Regions from separate parts of the Macaca mulatta genome. Here region 1 is linked to region 2. Evidence: chromatin contacts called from public Hi-C data. All regions are on one chromosome and are shown on one strand. Each heading gives the region's core, a stretch centred on a gene start, on an enhancer-like site or on the middle of the called end of the contact. The rest is flanking DNA. Distances are from core to core; before and after follow the strand shown.

What was found. A called contact is a pair of places that touch in the nucleus more often than the background predicts.
Region 1: a Hi-C map of fetal cortex germinal zone shows a contact between it and region 2, with 5 times the contacts expected there. The contact joins two enhancer-like sites. A contact is called at or near these places in 2 of 14 Hi-C or Micro-C datasets (fetal cortex germinal zone and fetal cortical plate).

Annotation. Positions count from the first base shown.
Region 1 is chr4:162,551,528-162,555,252 of T2T-MMU8v2.0, forward strand. All of the region lies in intron 4 of CDKAL1 (CDK5 regulatory subunit associated protein 1 like 1), which reads right to left. Among named protein-coding and RNA genes, the nearest start is that of CDKAL1, 44 kb to the right of the region's middle. Within about 2 kb of position 1,979, at least 3 of the 40 cell types and tissues checked have an H3K27ac peak or open chromatin away from gene starts, as enhancers often do. A contact at or near this core is called in fetal cortex germinal zone, where this site is marked.
Region 2 is chr4:162,250,429-162,254,023 of T2T-MMU8v2.0, forward strand. The region is part of intron 9 of CDKAL1 (CDK5 regulatory subunit associated protein 1 like 1); the gene reads right to left. Among named protein-coding and RNA genes, the nearest start is that of CDKAL1, 340 kb to the right of the region's middle. Within about 2 kb of position 1,308, at least 6 of the 40 cell types and tissues checked have an H3K27ac peak or open chromatin away from gene starts, as enhancers often do. A contact at or near this core is called in fetal cortex germinal zone, where this site is marked.

The DNA.
Region 1 (3,725 bases), core at 729-3,228, 300 kb after region 2:
CCCAATTGCTACATCTGTTTTGATACGGTCAATCTTTACAAACCTTGAAATACTCAACCAGCATCATCCCTAGGATCAAGAATGAATGAGAAGCATGTTAGGGAGAGGGGAGGCTGAGGCACACGGTGTAGTGACTAACAGCACGGGCTCCAAAATCAGACCAGGTTAGAATGCCAGCTCCACCTGCACTGCCTATGTGACTCAGGCCTAGTTCTTTAACCTCGCATTGCATCAGTATCCTCATGTGGAAAACACGGACTAAAAAACCGAAAAAATTTCCACTTCGCAGAGTTTTGATAATTAATATACGTAAAGCAATCAGGACAATGAACTGGCACCATAACAGGTATTACATATGTGCTAGTAAAACAAAAGCTATATGTAAAAACTCAAAACTGGGCTGATATAATTCTGAACAAAAATAAGGGCACTGATTACAAGCATCTTTGAGAGGCTAAGCACAATTTATACATGCTTTTTTTCAGGCATCCACATTGTATGCAATATACTTTCATTCCTGTATATTTTGCAACTTTCTTCTATGAAGAAAGGCAATTTTGCCAGGCACAGTGGCTCACACCTGTAATCTCAGTGCTTTGGGAGGCCAAAGCAGGTGGATCACTTCAGGTCAGGAATTCGAGACCAGCCTGGGCAACATGTTGAAACCCTGTCTCTACAAAAAAATACAAAAAGTAGCCAAGTATGGTGGTGCAGGCCCGTAATCCCAGCTACTCGGAAGGCTGAGCCAGGAGAATCGCTTGAACCCAGGAGGTGGAGGTTACAGTGAGCTGATATTGCGCCGCTACACTCCAGCCTGGGCAACAGAGCGAGACTCTGTCTCAAAAATTTCATCATAGATAGTATATGAGGAATCTAATCTAGCTACTGCACTTCTTTCTTTCCCACCCAGTAACTCTCTTCCATTGTCCTTTTATACTTTTCCTCCTGGTTCATGACTTAAGCTCATCAATGTCTGCCATAAACAGTGCTTGGTACTTAGTCCTGAGAAAACAATCAGAATTTTATATGACAAGACAGTTTCTTTTGTCAAACATCAAGTCAGCTTCTTCATCGGATGTCAATGCTTTCACCAAACATGTCTGCCATAGAGAACTAAGTAAACAACTAAAACAATCCCAAAACACAATTAAATAAGATAATGTGTGTAAAGCACAGAGCACAGGGACTGGCACTCTATAAATGTGAGCTGCTGTGGAATACTCCTAAAAAGGCACTACTCAGTCTCTCAACTTTAAGGTAAAAATAAATTTGTATTTGATTTCTAGTATACACATTTCTGTTGCTAGAAGCAAATTGAATTTATACATGCAACAACATGGATAAATCCAAAAACAGTGTCTTGAATAAAAGAAGCCAGACATAAAAGTACATACTATGATTCCATTCATATGACTCCCAAGAACGAGTGGGATCAGAATCAGAAAGTGGCTGCTGCAGAGGGGAGGGGAAAGGAAAAGGAGGGTTGACTGGAGAGAGGTAGGAAAAAATTTTCTGGGGTGATGGAAATATCCCCTACCTTGTTTGGGGTAGTGTTTACATAGGTGCATAAATGGGAAAAAAAATCACTGAACTGAACGCTTAAGATATATACATTTTATTGGATGTAAATTATACCTGAATTTTTAAAAATTTAAAAGGCAAATGCATCAGTATCTATTTTTTGTAACTTAGAGTAGGAATGTTATACACACTTAGGTGATTTAGGGGAAGGAAGGTTACAATAATTGCATAAGAAATATGGAGTCAGAGATTTATGAGATATGGTCCAGGGAAGACAAATACATGTATTTGTTCTTTTTATTGTAACTACACCTAAGACTAAAACATTTTCCCCATCCATCTTCTTGACATCCATCTCCTATTGTCTCTCTGAGTTCTGATCATTGGCTCATTCTTCCACTCATCTTCCCTAGACTGTAGTCTGCTTACACCATGATACTAATAGAGTTAACAAAAAGAAAGACTATGAATACCCAATCAAAACAGCAATGTTTTTATTAAATAGACCAGCAGCTGTGTGAGCACAGACTTGTAAATGCATCTGTTCTACAGGATTTTATGTTTAATTCAATTTGTTCAAATCAGAGCACCAAGGCCCTGTAACTGTGGGCTAGACAAGGAAATAGTTTTGCTAAACAGAATCCTATATGAACATGGTATTTTGAGAAAAGAATTGTACCTATTCATTCATTCAGTCATTCACACAACAAGCACTTACTGAGCACCTATTCCATTCCAGCTATTATGTACGATGCTGAAAACACAAAGATGAAGTACAGCCTGGTAGAGGTGACAGACATCTGAACAGATGGTTATAATACATTGGCAGGTTTAATAATACACTTAGGCCTGGGGTAGTACTATGAAAGCACAGAGCAGGGAAAGATCTCTTCTGAAGTCTGAAGCTTTTCTAGAGGAAAAAGGTACAAAGTGAAAATGAAAAATATACTCCCACCTAACCTCCACCCCATACATGGAGGGCTGCAGCTATATCATTAATGTTTCACTTCTAAATCTGGGTAGGTGATATATAACTGGTCCTTATTCTGTTAATCCTTTTCTCTGTCAAATCTTTCATAATAGAATGTGTTAATACTGCCACCAGGTAGTACCTACAGACTCTGAAAGCCTTCCCCACTTACAGCTCTTTCTTTCACAACCGATCGCTTACGGTCACCAAGGTTAGGTCGCCAACAAAGAAGGGAAATGGGGAACACAGACAGAAGTCCCTTGTAATAGCAGTGTATATGGAGGCCTGAAAAGGCAAATGGAAATAGCCTACCAAGATTTCAAAATACACTACAAAAAACTTTTTTAAATACAAAATGGGTATGGAGAACATATTCCAACCTCATTTTATACATACACAGTAAAAAAATAAAATATATATATATACCTGTGCCATATAGAGAAAAAAAGTTATCACAAACAACTAATCCCATTCATTCTGACCACTGTTCTCTCAACAAACATTACTAAACACCTGCTCCACACCACACAGAGAGAAAAGCAAGCTCCTGCCTCCAAGGTGGCTGCAGTCAAGTGGGAGGTGTCAGTCCTGTGAGCTGACTCCTAAAGTACAATGGGTAGGTTCTATGACAAGGACTAGCATAGAGTTTGCTACGAGGAACACGGAGAAACAGAAGGTGCTAAGCATTGCAACATTTACCATCTTCACAGGTCACACAAATAAATGCGTTACCCGGGAGTAAAAATGCTACAGAATAAAATCTGAAAATGCAGAAGACGTGAAGTTAATAAAATAAGAATTGCTTTACCACAAAATCTCACAAAACTGTTGACTTTTATTATACTTCATACCCAATTTCAAAGAGCATAAAATTTTCAGCAATGATGAAACACCAATTGTTCTCCTATTCCATACCCAGGAGTCACACCATCTTGCTAACACCTCCTTTTAATGGTTAAAAAGAAAAAGAAAATTGACAAAATTCTGGAACTTGTTTAAAAGACAGGTGTCACTATCATGCTGCAAATATCCTAGCTTAAGCCAAAATGACTGATAGAGACATGTGCTGGGGCCTCCAGACAAAGGTAGACTTCTCATGACTGGAGTAACTGTGTAACATGTTTACATGTGTAACATAACTCAGCTATTTATTCTTCTTTTACAGTTCTCAGACACTAAATAATGATCTTTAAATCAGTGTTTTGGAATGTTCATTTTTCCATCCTCAAAACAC
Region 2 (3,595 bases), core at 58-2,557:
ACTGTTATAAATTATACAGCATTAAAAATCAGCCATCAGATGCTACTTCATTGTGACCATTTGTGTTATATGAATATATACTACGGATCTTTAAAAATGTTTCATGATATTAATATTCATATTGACAAGGAAATCAACCATATATGGACTACCTACTAATATTATGCTAGAAATCTTATTTTTAATATTATCTGAAAGTATTCATATAAAATTAATTTGGCAAGTTTTAAGAATTTTACTTCCCTACACAATATACAACCTCAAATACTTTTTTTTGTTTTTAGCCATTTTACCCATTCTTAAGTGTGCCTTCTTCAGTGGTGTTTGGTATGTTTATACTGCGGGGGAACCATCACCGTATTTTCTTATTCTGAAGCTTGACTAAAAAATGAATTTTTGTTATATTTGAGACAAAAGCTACATCGGCCTCTAGAAATAAAACTCACACGTTAAAAAATGACCAAGGAAAATGCAATGCGGTTTACTATTTACTCTTTACATTATACTTTTATTTATAAATTATTTTGAAGAGCAAAGTTCATTTGGCTAATTTAAATCAAACAGATACTCTATTTTATTTTTTAAATAACTACAAGAGTGGTAAATAGTTTAGAATCAGACGGTCATGTGAATGTTACTACAGAGAGTTAGCTTTACTCAAAAAGAAAGTCAACTAGATGATTTGTTTTAATATATCTCACATGGCCGAGATTGTGAATTACATCATATCAATACCACTGTTGAGAGCAACTCCCAACTAAAATGAGATGAGATACTGAACAGATGAAGTGCTGTTCAAAGTCAATGTAGCCCAGACTTAGGGGACAGAAGAATTAATGAGAAAATGAGAATCTACCAGATGGTGCTGCAGTATTCCTCGCTGCACATCCGCCACCTCAAGCAGCTTCTATACATGCAAAGCCCCAGGGCCCCACCTGGTAGCAGCATAATTACCCTAAATGTGCACTTATGTTTCATTACACCTTGGCCATTACTATGTGCACTGATTACAAGTATCAATCCCTTTCATTTTCATACACCTCTGCAGTTCCATAGCATTCAACTGTGAAAACTCAGCACTCTAGTCACTTCTAACACACGGCCCATGCTGATAAAACCGCAGAGGGTAAATTATTTGTCACTCTGCAGGGTGCCAATTCAGTTTGATAAGGATGACATCATGCCCATTTTGCCAATAACAATGGCACTAACAAGAACGTGTAATCAACAAACCTCAGTCCTCCGCTAGCCCTGGCAGGTGCAACTCTTTTTATGCTAAAAATAAGCCAACATTAGCTTCCAGCTCAAAACTATTTCTTTTATCACAATGCTAAGCAGAAGTTGGCTTCCATAAGGCACTGCAGCTGCTGCTGCCACGGCCGCTTCTGCAGATGCCTGCATTAATTGTATCAAGGACATACTGAAATAAGTGCTTATTCAGCACAATGGCTATTGGGGAGCAGCTGGAAGCGCAAGGCAAACTGTCTTGAAGAGAATGTACCAACCCAGTGTGTAAATTACAATGATGAAGGACAAAGAGAGTCTAAGTTTAAGGGTCTATAACTGCAGAACAGCATGAAAATTTAGTGTTATCAATGGAGTCTGGATCAACTAATAAAGGAGCAGACCCTTTCAGATTTCACCAAAACTACTTTTAGAATGGGGGTGATATTTACTACCCTTTCTACACGGCAGAAATAGGAAAGTCATCATTAAAAATATCAACAGTATTGATACTTCCCTTCTTATATGTACAAATTATAATTCTCCTCCTGTATGAGTGTATGCCTATGTGTGTCTCTGAACTAATTAACAATATAAGATTTATTATAGAGAAGTAATACATAGCTCAAAAGAAAGGATCAATTTGCCCAGCTTTCTTCCTCATTCCCTTAATACCTATTCATGCCACCTCTATACATCCATACAGATGCACTATATATGGGTTACATACTTTGGCCATTTCCTTCCCATTTCCTAACCTCTACATTAGTGAGCAAAAATGAATTAATGGTGATTAAAGGCAATTCCAGGTGACAGGTAATTATGAAGCTTTTGATAGTGCTAGTTTGGGTTAGGGATAGGGGAAATTATTCAACAAAGATACTACTAAAATAAGTGCATACCTGGAGAGGAAGGAAAATGTAAAGTCAGAGAAATAGGTTAGTACCAGACCATGAAGTCCCACGATTCTGTGTCAGTCTTCACCATGGTTTCTGTGACAATACTTATCCTCTCAGAAGGGGCTGAGAATGACCACACTCCTACATTGGTTCTGAAATTGGCCTGAAAACATACTGTGACTCTAATAATACAATACACCTAATCTGACAGTCTTCTGAGATCTGTTAGATTAGTGATGTCTGGGCTGCAAGTATAAAGCAGTTTAGTCATCTAAACTGAACAGGATACACTTCAAACATAAATCGTGTTTTTTGAACATTCACAAAATGACCCATGCTGGTGTGAATCACACTTTTACATGTTAGAAAATGACCACAAATCAAAATAACTAAGTTATTTGACAAATGTTCAAATATTAACACAGTAGATCCTTATTGTCTATAAATCTCCAAATTGACAAAGGTCATACCATTAATAACTGTCTCCCCTTTCGGTGACATCTTCCACACAAATACAAAGATTTAGTAATTTACAACTAAAAAATTGTCAGAGACTTACTCTATATTACACTGAGATATAAATGCTGAGATGCTAGCTAAGCTCCTTCATCAAATAAATGACTTGATCCTCCATTTGAGCCTAAGAGTACAAGCTATTCAAATATAAATTCAAGCCTCAGGAAATTCAAATTGCTTCTCTCCACAGATTTTCATGGTATGAAGAAATAGTTAAAAACAGAATGGTTGGTCTTGAATGTTAAGGGTCTACTGTATAAGTCACTAATAAATGTCACATACAGTTTGCTTTAATTTTACCTTAGTGCAAAAAAAATATTTTATATACAAAGACAAGCATGGGTTTGTAGAAACATGTCCACGCATGTTTAGGGAATAGTAACTGTACCTGTAATCTGCATTGGGAACCAACCCCTCATTGCTTCAGTAATAATTTCCATTTTTATGTAGCATTTCCTAGCAAAATTGTCTTGATGCTAAAATGGTGTTACTGTCACAGTCAAACCATTATGTAATCAGGAATCCCATAAAATAACAATTGATGGTATATCTTCATCCAAAGACACATGGGTGAATTTTTAAATTTCTAACTGATGTAATCACAATGGACACAATTCTAATGATTCTATCCACTAACCCATGGCCTTAAAATCTATAGAATAATCTCCGTGTGAATGTTTGAGGAGTTAGAAAAGATACATTTTAAAAAGAATAAGAATAAATTTCCGGTGTAAACCACAAAGCAAGATGGCTCTTATGCCCAAATGGGTCTTAATAGTTTTTGTGTCTGAAACAGTTTTTTTTCTGAGTGTATTTGATATTTGACAGATATATTAGTTCGTGAGCATCGTTTATCATGTTTATTTTTAATAGGTTTCCCTTAGAACAGCTGCCTAAGATGCTAATCTTTTCTTTTTTCTTGGGTCTTTTGTAAATATTTGAAATAGCTACTCATT